2 separate regions of the Mus musculus genome follow, and region 1 is linked to region 2. Evidence: chromatin contacts called from public promoter capture Hi-C data. All regions are on one chromosome and are shown on one strand. The core of a region is the stretch at or near the end of the contact, and the rest is flanking DNA. Distances in the headings are between cores, read along the strand shown.

Evidence for each region. Capture Hi-C pulls out chosen DNA fragments and counts their contacts.
Region 1: a contact with region 2 is called in a promoter capture Hi-C map of liver. The contact joins two enhancer-like sites. A contact is called at or near these places in 3 of 9 other capture datasets (adipose tissue, liver and pancreatic islet).

The regions. Positions count from the first base shown.
Region 1 is chr6:116,178,897-116,182,694 of GRCm38.p6, forward strand. All of the region lies in intron 1 of Tmcc1 (transmembrane and coiled coil domains 1), which reads right to left. Among named protein-coding and RNA genes, the nearest start is that of Tmcc1, 13 kb to the right of the region's middle. Within about 2 kb of position 2,060, at least 17 of the 459 cell types and tissues checked have an H3K27ac peak or open chromatin away from gene starts, as enhancers often do. A contact at or near this core is called in liver, where this site is marked.
Region 2 is chr6:116,061,142-116,065,079 of GRCm38.p6, forward strand. All of the region lies in intron 3 of Tmcc1 (transmembrane and coiled coil domains 1), which reads right to left. Among named protein-coding and RNA genes, the nearest start is that of Plxnd1, 68 kb to the left of the region's middle. Within about 2 kb of position 2,615, at least 5 of the 459 cell types and tissues checked have an H3K27ac peak or open chromatin away from gene starts, as enhancers often do. A contact at or near this core is called in liver, where this site is marked.

The DNA.
Region 1 (3,798 bases), core at 810-3,309, 120 kb after region 2:
TCTTGGGTCTCCAAGGCAACTTCAATGTCTGGGATCCACACATGATCTTCTGGGCTCTTTCAAAGGGCTTGCATCATCATTTCTCCAGTTCTGCCCTCTGTAAAACTCTAGGCTCTAGTTGACTCTACCCCACTGCTGCTGCTGTTCATCCTATGGTACTGGCATCTCCAGTACACTGGGGTCTTCTGCTGCAACTAGGCTTCACCAATAGCCTCTCAATAGGCTCTCTTTATGGTGCCAAGCCAAACTTCTTTGCATGACCCTTCAGTACTGGGCTGTCAACTGAAACTGAGGCTGCACCTTCACCTAGCCTCTCACAGTGCCAAGCCTCAGCTGTTCTCCATGACCCCTTCATACCTTCAAAACCAGTACCACCCGGGTGATTCTTACACATTACCAAGTCCAGCTGCAGCACAAGGTACAACCTTGGCTATCTCTGGAACACAGCTTCTTTGTGCTCTCAGAAAATTTCACCTCAGTGATACTGGTCTCTTATTAATCACCGCTAATTTCTTAGATCCAGCTAACCAATGTGAATTGTCAAGTAGTCCCTTTTATTTTTGACTCTAAAGCCAGAGTCACGTGGCTGAAGCTGCCGAATTCTGCTCCTTGCTGGAGGGAGCCCCCTTGTTTTATTATCAGCTTTCTGTTTTCCAACTCCTTCATTGCCTAAACTTGGCTGTCCTGGAACTTACTCTGTAGACTGACCTTAAACTCAGATCTCCATGGCTGTTTCCTGAATGCTGGGATTAAAGGGTGTGTACTCCTAGATTTAAGCTTTTCTTCACCAAGAACTTGCTCTGTCCTAGGCTGGTCTTGAACTCAGAGATCTGCTTGCCTTTATCTCCTGGGATTAAAGGTGTGTACCACCATGCCTGGGCCTAAACTTTTCATGGCCACTGTTCCTCAAGATCTGGATCAACAGCCTAAGTCTTCCAGCATCAAGATCTGGATCACAGGTGTGCCCTCCATTTCTGGATTGTATTTCATTCCAGATTAAAAGTCCAAACTAGTTCTTATTCATCTACAAATACAAACAATAAGCTTCAGTGGGTAGAATATTACCCTGAGATCAACACTACCTTTATCTCCTTGAACACAGGATTCAGCTCCATTTTACTTCCTGGTGTCCCTTTATTATTACCATATATTTCATACTTTTCCTTTCTAAGCTTGCTCCTTTTCATCAAAATGTTCTCTTCATAAGAGTTAATTTTAGTAAGCACACAACAGAATTTATACCAGGCTGTTTTGAGACTTTGTCAAAGTAACTAATCTAAATCTCTTCATTTTAGTCTCAGGCAGACCTTTGAACAATGGTAAAAAGGCAGCCATGTTCTTCATCCAAATATCACAAAAACAGTGTGTAGATGACATAATAACATTCTTTTCCATTGAAACTTCTTGGGACAGCAGGCCTACACAGTTCAAATTACCCTCAGCACTACCATCTTCCATATTCCTAATAGGATTTCCAAATCCAAAGTCCCAAAATCTACATTCTTCTAAACAAAGATATGGTTAGGCCTATCACAGCAATATCCCAGTCCCTGGTACCAACTTCTAAGTTAGGGTTTTACTGCTGTGAACAGACACCATGACCAAGGCAACTCTCTAATTAGGGTTGGCTTACAACCTCAGAGGTTCAGTCCTTTTTCATCAAGGCAGGAGCATGGCAGTATCCAGGCAGAGATGGTGTAGGAAGAGCTAAGAATTCTACAACTTGTTCTGAAGGCAAACAGGAAAAGCCTGGCTTCCAAGGAGCTAGGATGAGGATCTTAAAGCCCAAGCACACAATGACATACTTTCTCTAAGTCCACACCTCCTAATAGTGCCACTCCCTGGGCCAAGCATATTCAAACCATCCCAGTGCCCAAGATGATCAGAAAGAGGTCTCAGAACCCGTCAAGATGGATTTACAGGCAGCTATGTGTTGCCAATGTGAGTGCTGGGGACTAAACTCAAGTCCTTTGCAAAAGCAGCAAAGTCTCTAACAGCGGAGTTGAAGGGGGAGGTGCTGATTCCCTAACTGGTTCTTGATTGTGTCAATAAAGAAGGTAGGAGCCAATTGCTGGGCAAAGGTTAAAGGTTCGACTTCCAGGTCCCAAGAGGAAAAAGAGATTGGAGGAAAGGGAAGTGGCCTTTACAGCCAAGCTTTGGAAATGTAGCAGTCATGTAAGATCTTTGGGGAACAAGAACCAGCAGCCTCCACTACCATGGTTAACCAAGTAGGTCAGCTGAAGCTGGCTGATATAGGTTAGCTAATAAGTTTAGGAGATCTGCACCCAACAATTGTGCTATCTGGCAAATTCTAAGATAATAAAGCTGTCTGAATGTTTCTCTTCTGAGGAGCAAAGGTGGGGGGGGGGGGGAGAGAAAAGCCTAGCGGTAGCTGGTGGCTTGCTGGAAGGAATGAAAGAGAAGCTGAGGGAGCCAGTGGAGTGGACAGCACCTCCTGCTTTTCCTGGGTTGGGGGATGGTTGTGTTTGATCTTGGGCTAAGCTGGATGGAGCAAAGGGAACTGGGAAGGTCAGAGGGAGGCTGAGCTCCCAGGAAAGGAAGAATTGTGTTTTTAAAGTTACACACAACACTGAGTATCTCTACAGACCCTATTTTTTATCTTTAAAAAAAAAAAAAAAAAAAAAACTTGCCTCTTTGTTTAAAGTACTGTATTCTTCGAATGGTAATTGAAAATTTCAGTTTCTTTTGTCCCCAATTACTAAGGAACTAAAGTCAGTAAGACTTCCATTAGTTTCTCATCACTATCAATATTAGCACTGAAAAGAGAGACCACTGAGAAAAGAGATCAGAAAATCTTAGGAGCTGGGAGGGAGAGGAGCTATGGTATTTATAACCTATGTTCCTGTAGGACACCTTTCACAGCATCATCACAACACAGTCATTGGGCCTAAAGCAGAGACCCCAGGGCTTAGTATACTATTTGAGGCAAGTGGACAATGCCACCTGACAGAACTGGTAAGGTTGAAGCAGGTTCAAAATGCTAGTATATCTCATAGTTGAGGACAGCAGGCACTACAACCAGTTCCCAGCCAGGCTCTACCTATCCTGAAACATGTAACCATGATGCCCCACTAAGAGACCATGACAACTGATCACACAGCATAAAACCTAGAGTTCTCCATGCTACTGAGGTTATCTAGATAGGCTCTGAGTGTTTAGCCAATGAGCTTCCCTTCCTGGGCATCTCTTCCTGGTTCACCCTGAGTAAGATGTGTACATTTACCTCCACCATAAATAAAGCAGTTTGAACAAGCCAAGACCATCTCCTTCATCAAAGATAGCCACTGGAGCTGGGCGTGGTGGCGCATGCCTTTAATCCCAGCACTCGGGAGGCAGAGGCAGGCGGATTTCTGAGTTCGAGGCCAGCCTGATCTACAGAGTGAGTTCCAGGACAGCCAGAGCTACACAGAGAAACCCTGTCTCGAAAAACCAAAAAAAAAAAAAAAAAAAAAAAAAAGACAGCCACTGGAGGTGCAGCTTCATGAAGAGGCATACCTAAATCTTCTGGGGAAGGCCTCTTTTCCAGCCCCTTTATACTTTCAGCACTCATTTGGAACTGCCTGGTGCACAGAAGTGCGGGCCTGCAGAACCCCTGTTCCTAGAGCAGTGTCTGTGTCACAAGAAGCTGGAAACTACTATTCTCAAATCCTCACAGTTCCCAGTGGTGTCTGGAATAAAGCACAGGAGATTGGGAACCACAACATCCATCCCAGATCTTGCTGTTTCTCACCCTGAGGAACTTGGACTGGGACTGAGCACCATATTGGCAACATTCCA
Region 2 (3,938 bases), core at 1,365-3,864:
GGAAGCCCTGAAAAAGAATTTGCTTTTATTTTTTAAATATGACTCGAGAGGTATGACACGTATCTGTTGTCTCCATGCAGCCAGAAACCAGAAGGCAATTCAGTCTGTTAGGCTCTTCTTTTTGGTCACTTATTTATGTTGAGTAAAAAATTTGGTTCATACAATGAAGGAAGAGCTCTTCCAGATGGGGACTAGTGAGGTCTTTTGTGTGTGTGTGTTTACTTTGGACAATGGCTGAGTACCTGTTAGAACTGTAGCCATAGATCTCTGTGTATATTTTTGCAATTCAGAAAGGTCATGGCTTCTGTTAGCATGAAACGTCTTCCTATCTGTAGTGGCTATTCCTGGTTGTCAGTGACTCTAGAGAACCCTGACTAATACACTATCTTTGAGGGTATTAGTAAGTTAGATTTCAATGTCGTTTCCTCCCCCCACTCCCCCCGGCCTGAAATCCTTATGGAGACTCTTATGCAGTAACTTTATTGGCTTTCTAAGCTAAATAAGCACATAAATATCCCTAAAGTTACAATAAAATAAAGTCATGAATGTTTAAAACTTCAAACATTATAGACAGAGGGGAAAAAATCCATCTAATAGTTCAGAAGCATTTAAAGAATTCAAATCCACAGTCTGGGAGAGAAGTTCAGTGGCAGAATGTCACTTAACATGGGTGGTACCTGGAGTTTAAGCCCAAGTCTAAAACGATAGGAAAACAATACCAGCACACACACATTCATCTACTCGGGTAGAAATCAGAATATCAAGCCTGAGTACTGCATGTATTCTTATTTCTCCTGTTTTTTTTTAAATACTTTTTATTAGGTATTTTCCTCATTTACATTTCCAATGCTATCCCAAAAGTCCCCCATACCCTCCCACCCACTCCCCTACCCACCCACTCCCCCTTTTTGGCCCTGGCGTTCCCCTGTACTGGGGCATATAAAGTTTGCAAGTCCAATGGGCCTCTCTTTGCAGTGATGGCCAACTAGGCCATCTTTTGATACATATGCAGCTAGAGTCAAGAGCTCTGGGGTACTGGTTAGTTCATAATGTTGTTGCACCTATAGGGTTGGATACTTTCTCTAGCTCCTCCATTGGGGGCCCTGTGATCCATCCAATAGCTGACTATGAGCATCCGCTTATGTGTTTGCTAGGCCCCAGCATAGTCCCTTGGGTTTATTATCAGAACATTCTAAACTTAGATTACTGACCAAAACATTACAATTAATCTTACTTTTTTTTTGTTGTTGTTTGTTTTTCGAGACAGGGTTTCTCTGTATAGCCTTGGCTGTCCTGGAATTCACTCTGTAGACCAGGCTGGCCTTGAACTCAAAAATCCGTTTGCCTCTGCCTCCTAAGAGCTGGGATCAAAGGCGTGCGCCACCACGACCAGCTTTATTCTTACTATTGAGAGGACTAAAAACCTTGGGAATAAAGATTTCCATTCTCTGGGTAGCATATTGGGCTCCTCAGGAGTCACTGACAATGAGCCTTTAGTCAATGATGGCCCTTACTGAGGCAGGGTAAGTCTGGAGCTGGGTCAGTTCCCGAGACACCTAGCTGGAGGAGATAACAAGGCCAGGACTGAGCTGGCTTCCAAAATTCTTCAAGGCCTCACCAAATATAGAGAAACTAACAAACATAGCAACCAATCAAAATTGTACCAATGTCACTGCTTTGCCCCTACCAATCATATTAGAGGTTACCAAACCCTTCTGGAAAATTCCCCTAGCCTTGAATACAAGTTGTTGCCATCAACCATTTTGATGAATGGTTGACCCCTGCATACTGGTAATTTCTTCAGAATAAACACTCTTTGCCTTTGAATACCATTTGAGTCTGGGGTCTTCCTTCAGCAATTCTTGGACCCTAACACTATAGTACTTGTTTTTAATAAAATGAATGTCAGGGTGTTGGGCATGAGACATATCCTATGGTTTTAGCTGAAATGACCAGGATTGCTTCTGAGTTCAAGGCCAGCCAGGATGTCTCAAAACACAAACAAAATCTAGGCTGGTAGTACAGTTTATTTTACTTTATTTAATTTTAAAGAAGATTTATCTATCCATGTATTATATACATATGAATACTCTGTCTTCATGCACACCAGAAGAAGCAATCAGATTCCATTATAGATGGTTGTAAGACACCATAAGATTGTTGAAAATTGAACTCAGGACCTCTGGAAGAGAGAAGTCAACTGCTCTTAACCACTGAGTCATCTCTAGCCCAGCTTATAAGACGGAATCTTATAAATTATAGCATTTGTGAGGATGAGGCTGTAGGATTATTGTAAGTTTAAGACCAACATGGTTTACATAGGAAATAGACAGTGAGATATCATCTCAGAAACTCCTATAACCAGAGTATGGTGGTGCATGCCTTTAATACCAGCAGTTAGGAAGTTAAAGGCAGGTGAATCTCTCTGAGTTCAAGGCCAGCCTGGTCTAAACAGAGTTCCAGGACAGCCAGAGCATTGGAGTCAAGGGGCATTGGGATAAGACAAGGGACCAGTCAGCTGAGAATCTGCATCTCCCCCCAAGGACTCTTTTGTTCTCCCCTCAGAAGCTAGCTCAGCTCAAAGTCCAAAATTGTATTAACTTTCCGCTAGAATTCAGGGAGAGGGAGGTTTTTGTTTGAGTTCAGCAGCTCTCAATTACACAAAAGCTAACACCAGCCAGTAGGCAGGGAAACAGAAAAACTACAAAGCAAGGACCTGGAAATGGTCATATGAGCACCTCAACAGGGAAAGCATTTTCTTTTACTGTTAGAACCAATTACTTCAGAATGGAGAACGACAGAGTTGTTTCTTAGTAGCAGAGTTATAAGATTTCCAAAAAGGAATATTGTTACTGACCACTTCAGACTAGCTAAAAAGATACTTGAAAACTAATAAAGAGATGGGGCATGATGGCACTTGTTTAAGCCCAGCACTTAGGAAGTTGAGGCAGGTAGATCTCTGTGAGTTTGAGGTCAACTTGGTCTACATACTGAGTTCCAGGACAGCCTGGGTTATCTAGAGACCCCATCTCAACAACAGTGTATAGGGAGGCTCTGTGGGTAGAGGAACTCAATGACCTGAATTTGATGCCTAGAATCCATACATGTATCTGCACATACATGTATGTAGACACATGCAAGCATACCTAAAAATAAATGTAAACATGTGAAAGTACAGTATAGTAAGCATTTCAGACTACTTGCTAAGGTGCTGCCTATTTCAAAAGAACCACACATTATAATATCATTCACTGTTATCTGGTGTGCTGTTTCTATAACAAAATTTAAAAAACTGTGTGATTGATAGAGATACAAATTAATTTAGCTTACAGTTCTGGAAGCTGGATGCAGAAGTGTACAGCACTGGCACTTGGGTCAGGGCCTTCCTGATGCCCTAACACAGTACAGGGTATTGCATGGTGAGATGGGGCAAGCATGCTGACAGTGTTCTTTCTCCATGAAGCTGCTCAGGCCATTGTGAGGACACCACTAGAATTTTATCTTATCCTAATTACTTTTCAATGGCTCCTCCTCCAAATACCATTAACATTTGATGTGAGGAATCATGTTTTTTTTTTAAATTAATTTATTTATTATTATATGTAAGTACACTATAGCTGTCTTCAGACACACCAGAAGAGGGAGTCAGATCTTGTTACGGATGGTTGTGAGCCACCATGTGGTTGCTGGGATTTGAACTCTGGACCTTCGGAAGAGCAGTCGGGTGCTCTTACCCACTGAGCCATCTCACCAGCCCAGGAATCATGTTTTATCAGATGAACTCTTAGAGGGTACATTTTAATCTATGACAACCACCTAAACAAAGGGTGCTGCAGGGAATGATTTCCTAGCAGCAGACACCATAAATCCTGCATGGTGACACAGGGCCTTACATGAGGAAGTGCTGGGAAACTCCCAAGAAATCCTTCCTAGCAAAT